3 separate regions of the Sus scrofa genome follow, and all the other regions are linked to region 1. Evidence: chromatin contacts called from public HiChIP or PLAC-seq data. All regions are on one chromosome and are shown on one strand. The core of a region is the stretch at or near the end of the contact, and the rest is flanking DNA. Distances in the headings are between cores, read along the strand shown.

Evidence for each region. HiChIP or PLAC-seq counts read pairs in DNA pulled down with a chosen protein or histone mark.
Region 2: a contact with region 1 is called in an H3K27ac HiChIP or PLAC-seq map of skeletal muscle, with 4 times the contacts expected there. The contact joins two enhancer-like sites. A contact is called at or near these places in 2 of 47 Hi-C or Micro-C datasets (embryonic fibroblasts and skeletal muscle) and 1 of 2 datasets of contacts at active chromatin or transcription factors (skeletal muscle).
Region 3: an H3K27ac HiChIP or PLAC-seq map of skeletal muscle shows a contact between it and region 1. The contact joins two enhancer-like sites. A contact is called at or near these places in 1 of 47 Hi-C or Micro-C datasets (embryonic fibroblasts) and 1 of 2 datasets of contacts at active chromatin or transcription factors (skeletal muscle).

Annotation. Positions count from the first base shown.
Region 1 is chr3:49,215,888-49,219,779 of Sscrofa11.1, forward strand. It overlaps a transcript of NCK2 not described here. Among named protein-coding and RNA genes, the nearest start is that of NCK2, 110 kb to the left of the region's middle. Within about 2 kb of position 1,749, at least 23 of the 83 cell types and tissues checked have an H3K27ac peak or open chromatin away from gene starts, as enhancers often do. A contact at or near this core is called in skeletal muscle, where this site is marked.
Region 2 is chr3:49,031,604-49,035,495 of Sscrofa11.1, forward strand. No RefSeq gene overlaps it. Among named protein-coding and RNA genes, the nearest start is that of C3H2orf40, 62 kb to the left of the region's middle. Within about 2 kb of position 1,823, at least 32 of the 83 cell types and tissues checked have an H3K27ac peak or open chromatin away from gene starts, as enhancers often do. A contact at or near this core is called in skeletal muscle, where this site is marked.
Region 3 is chr3:49,050,369-49,054,260 of Sscrofa11.1, forward strand. No RefSeq gene overlaps it. Among named protein-coding and RNA genes, the nearest start is that of NCK2, 57 kb to the right of the region's middle. Within about 2 kb of position 1,798, at least 25 of the 83 cell types and tissues checked have an H3K27ac peak or open chromatin away from gene starts, as enhancers often do. A contact at or near this core is called in skeletal muscle, where this site is marked.

The sequences.
Region 1 (3,892 bases), core at 499-2,998:
ACACGCATCCTCATAGACACTGCCAGGTTCGTAATGGCTTACTAAGCCACTGAGCCACAATAGCAGCTCCTCATTACATGTTGGTGGATTGAAGTACTCAAGGACTAAGAAGGCAAATATCCCCAAATGATAGGACCTGTGTTCCGGTAAAGGACTTCTGATCATTTCCTCTGCATCTTTGAGAAATTCTGTCGTTGAGTTATACTGGTTGAACAACTCAAAAATTGTGGCAGTGCATTATTTTCCTTTTCTTCAAAATTAGCTGCAGAAACATCAACTATAAAAATATCACATGGGAGGTTCCTGTTACAGCACAGCAGAAAGGAACCTGACTAGTATCCATGAAGATGCGGGTTCGATCCTGACCTCACTCAGTGGGTTGGGGATCCAGCGGTTGCTGTGAGCTGTGGTGTACGTTGCAGACATGGCTCGAATCTCACGTTACTGTGGTGTAGGCTGGCAGCTGTAGCTCCAATTCGACCCCTAGCCTGGGAACTTCCATATGCTACAGGTGCAGCCCTAAAAAGGAAAAAAAAAAAATCACATAAATGTTGGGTTTTCAGTTTACATGAACTGCTCGTGATGCTCCGTCCTGAGCGTCAGCTGTTATCATCTTCCTACCTTTGCTTACACATTTGTGATTTAACTTCTTATTGCATTTGAAACAAGCCAGTTCACAGATGAATCCAAAATGACAGCAGTGCATTTACTGCCAGGCGAGAACTACTTCTGAGCAAGGCCAAGAGATGCGAAGCTTGGTTCCCAGCCCAGCTCTGGAGGGCAGGGCTGCCCTGCATTCTGGGCACATGGTAAAAAGCAGCTGGTGGGGCCAGGTCTGGGGAAAAGTTGGGGTGAGAAAGTCCCAAAGGAAATGGGCAGAACTTCCCGATGTCTAGCCCAACATGGGGAGAGCAGGCATTCCTGGCTCACATTCTTGCCTCTAGGGACCCAGACACTTCTCAGCATCCCTGTTTCTTTCTTATAGCCAGGGATAATAAAACTATGTCACAGGGTTTAGTGTGTATGTCAGGATGGTGAAACTTGGGAGCACACATGTGTCTCCAATGCTGGGCACTCAGTGAGTGTTAAATGCCCCCTTTTTTTTTGTCTTTTTTTGGGGCCACACCAGCAACATATGGAGGTTCCCAGGCTAGGGGTCTAATTGAAGCTACAGCTACCGGCCTACACTACAGCCACAGCAACATGGGATCCGAGCCGCGTCTGCAACCTACACCACAGCTCATGGCAACACCAGATCCTTAACCCACTGAGCAAGGCCAGGGATGGAACCCGCAACCTCACGGTTCCTAGTCAGATTCGTTTCCGCTGTGCCAAGACAGACACTCCTAAATGCCCTTCTTTTTGCTGAAATAGGATAACATCGGGGATGTTATTGATCCAATAAATCCACACGCTGAGGTGGCTTGTAAAGACTTTGTGGAAATCTGAGATGCCCTACCTCTTACCCTGGTTCTCAAATAACCAGGCTAGATATTTATACCATAGCTGAGGCTGAGCCGGGGCTGTAGGCACTGGAAGTGTGTTTCCATAGCAGCCCTTCAGGGAGAAGCAAGCTGGGGGCGGGGGGGGGCATGCCCCCCACGGCCAGGTCAGCAGCTGGAGAGGCAGGTCCCACCCTGTGCCTCAGGCTCTGCCCGATTATCTAGTTGGCACAGGGCCTGAGGGTGCCTATCGAGGGCTCCCGCCCCCTCAACACACAGGCAGCTCCTGCTGAGTCAGGCTCGCTGACCAGCCTCACACAAAGCCTCCAGTTCATGGTGACTCTAGCACGGCTATTTTCACCCATCCTGTGTGATTACAGCAACGCCACAGTGACACTGGCAAACATGTGACAGGGGGTGAAACAAAGCATTCCTGGAAGCCAGCATGGCAGCAGGACTGTCACTGTCTCCCAGCTTCCTCTCCTCTCCCCTGACACCTAAGAAGTCCCCAGCACTGGGGGTGGGCGTAGGGGACTCCAGAAGACACCCTCCTTTGAATTTTACCCCTGGCACTTTCTGCCCATCATCTCGCCTGCTCCTCATCCTGCCCCTTCCATGCATTCTTCAATGGGGGGTGTCACTCTATGCGGGACAGTGTATACCTTAGTGGGTCCTGGAGGGACGACCATCAGATCTTTAAGGATTTGAAATGTCAGCTCCCCCCATTCATCTGTTTTAGCCATGTTGACATAAGGCTGCCTGAAAATTGCCTTTGAATCTTGTTCAAACATCCGAACCCTCCAGCTCATCATTTCTGGTGCCCGAGAGATGTCGGCAAACGGTGCCAATCAGATTCCCTGGGTGGTCGATTCCTCTGCACCCCGTCCTTTGCTAGGAATCTGCCTCAAGCTCCATACACAGAAAGAACCAAATCTTTGTCCAAAAATTCCAGGGTGTGTGAGCGCAGGAAAAGAGGTGGGGGGAGGTATCTGCTGATGACGAAATCGGCATTCCTCAGAGATGGAAGGTACTGTCTATTCAGTAGATGCCAGACGCCTGAGGTCATCCACTGTAAGTGGAGACAGCTGGGGTGTGGAAGGAGGAGGAGGGTAATTGGCTAAATTAAAATTTAGATCAGAGTTAACACAGCCACATGTGTGAACCTCACAATGCAGTCTTAAATGAGCTAAGGCTCTTGGGGATCAAAATCCTGTCTGTGCAGTATCTGCATTTCTCTATGCAGCCCCATCCTCACCATTCTGGGCCCTCCACCTCTGGTACCTGGATGGACTGATCCACCTCTCCCCCGGCGGGACCCCATCAGGCAGGGCACCCGCACCTGAGCAGACAGCGGAATCCCGATGAGGGGGTTCTTCATAAAGCACAGACTATCAGGCCCACCCCCAGAGCATTGTCATCAAATGCGCTGGGGACACACGTTTCTAACACCTCCCAGGTGGTGTCGATGCTGCTGGTCCGCGGACCACACTTTGAGAACCACTGGTGTATGTAACACAAGCGGTGAGTTCTCCCTAATTTCTATAAATCCAGTAGAGCTCGCTTCAGGGTGGGAAAGGAATTGCTTTGGCATTCAGCGGAGTCCCAGCTCTGCCGATTATCAGCGGTGTGAACCTGGACAAATCCTTTAACCCCCAGGAACCTGGTACTTACTCACCGCACGTGGGCATGAAACTCCCCTGCAGAGTGGCTGCGAGGATTCAGAGTCCACGGAGGCCCCATGGGCATTAGCTCAGAGGCTCTTTGCCCCCCAGACCTTGTACTTAAGCCTTGACTGGATTTAACCAAGTCTTCCAAACCCTCACTCCTAAGCCTGAGTCAGTGCTCAACAAACAGGCATCTGTTTCTGGGACATCTTGGCTGACTTATTTAGAGTAATATCGCCTTTTTGCTTTGGTTCCTATTTGACCTGACCAGCAAGTAATATAAGATTTTGCTTGCTGTAATCACCACGGGCTGTTTATAAGTGGGGTTTAGAGGAGATGGAACTGCCAATCACATTCAAGTCCAAACTTGACAACGCAGGGCTACATGCATGTGAGGGGTTGAGGACCATTGCTAGAACTCTGCCCTGGCTTTGCTGGGGTGGGGAGAGAAAGAGAGAGGGGAGGAGGGGGGGATATTTACCCAAACCCACCAGTACAGGGCCTGGGATCACAGTACAGACACAGGGAGAATTTCATATCAAAATGTCACCTGTGAAAACTTTGGTCTGACCGTTCTCAACACTCCTGGCTGGCAAGTGTAACCACATCTCTGCAATGTGTCCAGTGGATTCTGGCATGTGCTGGCCTTGCACAAAACTCTGTGGGAGCCTGGTGAGCAGCCCTTGGAGGAAGCCTCCCCCAGACAACTCCCTCCTGGGATCGTTCCCATGAGAAAACTGGGACCAGGCCAGTGATGAGTCAACGGCCATGACTGAGAGCAGAGGC
Region 2 (3,892 bases), core at 573-3,072, 180 kb before region 1:
GTTTTTATTCGGCCTCACTTAAGCTATAACACAGTGCTCAGTGCATGCTCCATACACGTCCCATGTCCTGTGTGTGAGGCCATTCCCTCCACTGGAGAAGCTATGGTTCTGTGACACAGCCCCATTGAACATTAGCCATAGATCTGTGGATAGAACCAAAAACCTTATTCTGCTTATTCTGCATCCTGTTTTTCAAAATACCTATATGCATAGCCAGTTCCTTAAATGGCTTTCTAAACCACCATTTTTATTCTGCAGGTTCTCCTGTTACAGATGTAATAGGTTTTTGGGTATTTTGGGGGGGGGTCTTTTTAGGGCCGCACCTGTGTCATATGGAGGTTCCCAGGCTTGGGGTCCGATCAGAGCTGTTAGCTACAGGCCTACACCACAGCCACAGCAACTTGGGATCCAAGCCGTGTCTTCAACGTACACCACAACTCAGAGCAACACTGGATCCTTAACCCACTGAGCAAGGCCAGGGATCAAACCTGCATCTTCATGGATGCTAGCTGGGTTTGCCATCCACTGAGTCCATGATGGGAACTCATGGAATATGTCTTTGACAGTATTGACTCAAGCTTCAGATGACACCATACTTTTGACCTATTGAAAGTTACACTCTGAGCCCTGAAAGATATGCAAAATATAAATGACAACTTCTGCCCTGCTCCAAGGGGGAGGGGGAGGGAGCAAGAAAGCAAAGGAGGGGGATGCAAGCGCTGGAAACATAGGGATATCTTCCGGAGCCTGAGTGTGGGGAGAGGCCCAGGCAGTGAGGAACTAGGACACCCAGGGCTCCAGGGTACTTCCCAGGATGGGTGGGTGCTGGGAGCCCCTCCCCTTAAGCCGCATGATCCCTGCATCAACGTGGACCTGGGTCTTGTCACCACCTTTAGGGCGGGTAGTCTAATTCCTGAGATACGGCCCCTGGGGGGCAGCAGACTGACACAATCAGGCTTATTTACCACTCGGCTCACAGTCCAGGGCAGTCGGTGGCTAAGGGCCCAGGGCCTGGGCTGCACATGTCACATAGAAACCAGACTCCTTCATCTGTGGCTCCCCCTCTTCCAGGGCCTCGGAGTCCTTGGCTGGGCCCCCCACTGCGGCCAGTGGACAGAAAGCTGGTGCCCCTCAATCACCCTGATTTCCTGCCCAGCACCAGGCCACAGCTGCTGGGGGCAGGGGACACTGAGGAGGAAGTGACAGGGTCAGGCCCAGTGTGTGCTCGGTGATACTGACACCAGGGCTCCCATAAACCACAAGCTTGAAGGGCCAGGAGAAGGGATCCACCCTCGAGGCAGTGGACCTGGAAGGAAGGAGCAAAGATGCTGCCTCTCGTTCCACAGACCTGAACTGTCCTGCCGCTGGAGTCCATCCAGGAGCCAGGCCGGCCCCGGAACGAGGGCCCCAGCCTCGCCCAGCTCGCATTCCGTACTTGGTTCCTGCTGAGCAGGACAGGGACCCACAGGCTCCCCGGTTCCTCGCTTGTGGATCTGGACAAAAGGCTCTCACTGAACCGCGCTGCTTTCCCTGGAGGAAACGGCTGCCCTTTGCTCCTGGTGACGCCTTTTGGTAAACTTCCTTTTGATAGAAGGACACAAAGCCCAACTTGTCCCAAACAGGCCCAGCAGAGGGGGCTCGGTGTCAATAGTGTCCTCTCCAGTGGACAGCGGCTCCTAATCTCCAAATGGCTTCAAGCGCCGCCAAGGTTAGCCTGTGATGGTTCTGAAAGATGTCGCCTCTGAGGTTACAAGACACCCCACTGCCTCCCATTGGCAGGGTTCCCGGGAGCCTCTGATCAGCCAAACCCCAGCTCTTGGCCTGCTTGGAATCTGCACCAGGGAAAACTATAGAGTCTTGCAGAATCAGGGGCTGGGTCAGAGGAGTAGCAGGTGCTGCTGGAGGCGGGGCTTTCAATGTAATGGACCCTGGGCAAGCGTCCCGGGCTTTTGTCTGAAAACAGAACTGCCGAGGAACCATGGGTGGTGGAAGAGGCCTTGTGATGTTGGAAGACTGGAAATCAGGCTGATTATAGGGACAAAGCAAGGAAACAAAACGGGAGGGAGAAGCTTCAGGGCAGAGGTCGGCGACAGCGAGGCTGGGCTGCAGGCCGGGTCTGACGTCAGCAGAGGGGCCGGCAGAGGCTGCAGTCCCATCACATTGCTCCCAGGGCTGCAGACCAGCTGCCTACCCGGCCTGGGACCATCTCTGCTGATCAGACTGAGAACATCAGAATGACCGGGGTCATGGTTGTACCGTTGTTCTGGGCTCCCCCAGACCAGAATGATCCCCGCTCCCATGTGCCCCTACAACCACCCCCATGTTTCTAAGAACAGCTGCCCGCTGCCTTCTCTCCTTTGTGTGTGTATGTGTCTTTTTAGGGCCGCACCCATGGCAAATGGATGTTGCCAGGCTAGGGGTCAAATCGGAGCTATAGCTGCCAGCCTACACCTCAGACACAGCAATGTGGGATCTGAGCCACGTGTACACAACAGCTGACAGCAACACCAGATCCTTAACCCACTGAGCGAGGGCAGGGATCAATCCTGCGTCCTCACGGATACTAGTCAGGTTTGTTAACCACTGAGTCACGACGGGAACTCCCTTCTCTCCTTTCTAAACGTGAGCAGCAGGGACCACATCCCTCTTGCTCTGCTTAGCCTGCCTTTTGGCTCAGTTAGGGTTGCACATGCAGCTGTGTGTTAGGGTCCTTTGGAGAAACAGAACCTCTACATATATTAAATTATAATACACACTAACAAATTATCTCTTGAGCCATAAGATTCTCAGGCTCCTCCCTAGACCTGTGGCATCAGACACTCTGGAGACGGCTTGGAAAGTGTCTACTCCTGACTCGGGTGACTGTGATAGTCCATAGGGTTGGCAACCGCTGACCAGGACACTACAAGCCTGGACAGATCAGTGGGCTTCTTGATGCCTAGAGTATTATTAGCAAGGGCTTCTGTACTTGTCTGATGCTCATAATTTCTCTGTAAAATACAGACATAATCTTTGCAAATGAAGATGTTGAAACCCCATAGGATTAAAATGACCTGGTGATTCCTAACTGTGATGCATGACAATAGAGCCCCTTTCTGCACTCCGCATCAGCCTTCAGGTTACTACTCCCCAGGGAAGCTCAAGCTCTCCCCCAGAGACTGAGGCCTGCATCCCCGGAGCCAGAGCAGGGCCTCCCTGGGGGCTGACTGCCTTGCCTGAAGGTCACTGCTCCTCCCAGAAGCAGCCCACACCTTAGGCTTCCAGATGACGATGACCTGGGGCTGTGACAGTGCCCACTCATTCCCTCAGTGAAGGGATATCCAGCTCAGAGCTCTGCTGGCAGGTGGGTCCATGCCCCCCTCACAGGCTGAACCTCATGCTCTCCTCCAAATCCCCCTTGGAGTGGGCCCCCAGTTAGGCCATTTCCTGTCTTTGCTCCACTCTTTGTAAGAAGATGCTGATATTGTCACTGTCAGTGGGACACCCCCACTTACCCTAAACATTCTCTAGAAACTTGAGCTCTGCTCAGTAAGTACCAAGGCCACTCCCACTGAGCAATAGCTGTTAAAGTTCACTGCCAAACACAAGTGAATTAGGCCAAGTATCTTAAGCAGATATGCTTGATATGTGTATGTGTGTATATATGTACATGTGTGTATATATATATATATATACACACACACAGTCTCACCTCTGTATCCACAGGTTCCACATATGCAATTCAAATAACTGAAGATCAAAAATATTAAAAAAAAAATTCCAGAAAGCTCCAAACAGCAAAACTTGACTTTGCCAGCTTGGGCAGCTGTTTACACAGCAATGACATTGTCTTAGGTAAAGTACATGGGAGGATGTGCCTGGGTAGACAGCATTTTATCTAAGAGACCTGAGC
Region 3 (3,892 bases), core at 548-3,047, 170 kb before region 1:
TAGCCCCTCCTCTTTCTCTAGAGACCTGCACTTAGCAGCTACATCTGCATGAAATATCTGCCTAATGCGGTAATACTGACATTTTCTATCGACTTCCTGCTCTGATAGATTTGGCCTTAGCTTCCTGTCTCCCCACCCTGGCTCCCTGGACTTGGCATCATTTTCTGCCAGCCGTTTTCTCCCCTTTCCTGGGGGTGAGAACTCCTCAGAGTTGACTGCTAGTTCATCTTGTATGTTCTGTAATTTTCTTGTCTCTTCTCTCCATTTTGGAAGACGTTCTGAAAATTACTGCCCAACCCCCTAATAAATCTGGTAGTAAGGGCACCTTATCCTCGGGAGCTGCTCTGTTTTCACCCTGTTCCTATTCTCCAGCGCCCCACTCCGGCCATGGCCACTCTGCGGTCCGAGGAAAACAGCTCGAGGAGATAAAGGGACCCGGCTGAGGGATCCGGGGAATTCAGGCGAATAAACAGCCCAGAGCAACTCTGTCCCATGAAAGAGAATGCGACCCAATTATGTCATTTTAAATTTTCTAACAGACACAGTTTAAACAGTAAAAAGGAAGTGGTGGGAATTAATTTTAACAGTGCATTTTCTTTAACCCAAAAGATCTGATACATCTCCATTTCAACATATTAGCGATACAAAAACTCACTAATGAAGTATCTCGTGCTTTTTGGTGTCTTCACCATAAGGTATGTATTTTAGACCAAGCACATTTGGACTCACCCCATCTCAAGTCTGGAGAGCTGCAAGCAGCTAGTGGTGGCTGTGAGCTCAATTCAAAGCTGCCCCGCCCCCCAACCCAAGAGCATTCTCGTATCTTTCTGCAACTTGCCCCTGGCCATCTGGCCACCCTCCTGGCCCCACTCATCCTCGGTCCCTGTCAGCCAGGCCTCGCTGGGCCCTGCCCTCTCCGGCTTGATTTCCCCTCTTGGACATCAGTGTGTTACCAGATTTGCTCCGGGTTTAAACCCTGCGACAGCACTGGTTCCCCAGGGCTTGCCCCGTCTGTCTCTCCACCATTGCTGCTTCCGTGACTGTCACCTTTGGGCTCCACTTAAGATCCCAGCTTGAGACGTTCCCATCGTGGCTCAGTGTTTAACTAACCCGACTACAATCCGTGAGGGTGCAGGTTCCAGCCCTGGCCTCACTCAGTGGGTCGAGGATCCTTGTCATTAGCCTCGATGGAGGTCGCAGATGCAGCTCACATCCTGTGTTGTTGTGGCTGTGGTGTAGGCTGGCAGCTGCAGCTCCGATTTGACCCAGAGCTTGGGAACGTCCATATGCCACATGGGCCCTAAAAAGAAAAAAAAAAAAAAAAAAGACCCAAGCTTGGCTGCCCCAGCCTTCATACGTTGGGAACTGCCCAGCTGCCCAGCCTCTCCATCTGGCTAGAAACGCTTCAGTTGGAAGTTTTCCGGAATGGCCCGAAGGAAGTCCTCTCTGATACCCTGAGTCCTGGACATGACCTCCAACCCTGGGTGGGGTGAGCCTCCCATGTACACAGCCAGTTCTGGGTGTGACAAACTCATGCACAAGGTGGGCGGGGCTGCTGTTGGGGGGGGCCTGGGCTCAGGACGGCGGCATTGGTGGGGAGAAGGCAAAGCCAGGAAAGATGAGGCGGGGGCAGCAGGAGGCAGAAGAGGTGGCCCCGTGGAGGGGCCAGGGATAGAGAAGGAGGCCCAGGGCAGCCAGGAAGCGCCGCCCGCCCCGAGCCCTGAAGGCTGGCGTGGCAGGTGTGCCTGGTGACTCAGTCCTGGGCCCCTGCTGCCCTCCCGATGACACAGCTCACACAATAGCCCGATTGTATCACTGCCTTTAGCTGTGGCTTCCGTTGCTACCCAGGGACTCAGCCCAGGGACCTCTAGGGACAGAGAGAAACGGCTCTGAGAGAGGTCTTTGTGTCACACTTGCCTGCATAAGGGGCCGGGGTCACAGAGAGCACGGCTGGCCCAGGAGGGAGAGGCTCCAGGTTCCGCCATGTGCTTAGTTGCCTGGCCTCTGGGTGTCGCACCCAGAGGAAAGCTGATCAAATCAGAGTGCATTTTAAGTGGTTTCTCAGACAAAGACCCTTGAAAGTCTGAAGCTAAAGAGAGGCAAAGCCAGGTTCCAAGATACTGCAATGACTTTAAACCAAGTGAATAATTTTAATGCATTTACCTCTTTTTCCATTGTCATCGCGTGCAAAGATCTGTGTGGGGCAGCCCAGTGCCTTGGTTCTCTGGCATTCCTGGAGAAAACTTTGCCCCCTTCCAAAGCGGTGGGATTTCTGGATGTTATTGCTTATGCTCCTTGACTGCCGCCAAGAGGTCAGCACCCCATGTTCAGAAATAACCTAGGAGGTGTGGGCGTGACGTGAGGGTCATGCCTGGGCAGCTGTGGGGGCCACGACCAAGGGTCGGACTCCAGTCTGAGACACCAGCTTGCAAGGTACATCCCAGGTCTTGGCATCTCACCTTCTGCAGGAGCTGGAGAGGACCTTTAACCAACACTGTGCCAACAGCCTGAAAGCACAGCCTCTGTTCCAATTCCACCAGCCTGAGTTCCCTACTTTGTGACAGTCCCAGGGACATCAGCTTTGACCTCCTCATCAGTGCCAGGCCTCCAGCCCTGTCTCACCAATTCCTGATGGAAGCACTGGGTGACTGCGCCTGGCCCCAGGGCTGTCTCCTTAGCTCCTGGCAGACCCATCACCTCCTCCTCCACTCCAGAGGACATATCACCTCCCCTTCCTCTCTGGCGGACCCATCATCTCCCCCTCAGCACCCCACGGACCCACTACCTCCCCCTCCGCTCCCGGCTGCAGACCCATCACCTCCTTCCAGTGAGGCCATCCTTGCTGATGCCTATGCCCCCGGCCTCACTGCCCCGGGCAGGGACAAGTTTCCCTCGGCTTCTGTGGCCTCCCATGGGTGCAGGAGGCTCAGGGCGAGGCCTGAGGTATGGCAGATGTGATGCTCCCCATTTCCCTGCCTTCCCCTCCCACCTGCGCTGCCACAGGAAACTCACCTCCTGTGGCACATTCACAGGACAGTCCGAACCTAAATGCTAGCTGAGACGGGGCCCCCACCCTGGGTGGGAACTAAACCCGGGAGAAGTCCGTGAGGGGCACAGGATGTGAAACTTGGACTCTTCCCACCTTGTGGTTTTGGCAGGTGTGTGTGAGACTGAGACAGGACACAGGTCCCACAGCCCAAAGCCAAGGGCGTGGGGTTGGAGGAACCACCACTGACCACCCCCCACTCCGCCGACAGGCGAGTTTTGGTGGAAGAGGTTGAGGGTGAGGGGTATTTAGGGAAGGGGTTGCCCCCACCCATGGGGCAACCCTCCCCTCAAGCACCGCAATCTGAAGACACTGGAGAGCTGGACCTCGTGTCCCCAGGAGTTGGGAAGAGCAGGGATTTTTGGTCCTAAAGGCTGGAGCTTCTTTCCTGAGAGTGAATGAAGAGGTCCGACTGAGCAGGGGCAGTGGCACCAGCTGGGAGAGCAAATCCTCATTCCTCTTTGGAAGGTCATGCCAATGTGACTGAGGATGACAATGATCCCTTTGGTAGGTAAATATTTCTTAATCCTAGCAAGATTCTGAACTAGAGCTATAGATGTTTAGTGAAATTAAATTATAGCACTAATACTTTTTTTTTTTTTTTTGGCCATGCGAGCAGCATGCAGAAGTTCCCGGGTCAGGGATCCAACCTGACCCACAGCTGTGACAATGCTGGATCCTTAACTGACACCACCACAAGGGAACTCCTTTAGCACTAATATTTTTGAGGTAAGAAAATCTATGCATATTTGGTAGCTTATGTGTTTATCAAATTTAAGAGAACTTGGCCTGTTAATTTAAAATGTATAATCGAATTTAGACTTTTGAGTTTAGGTTGGAATCTTA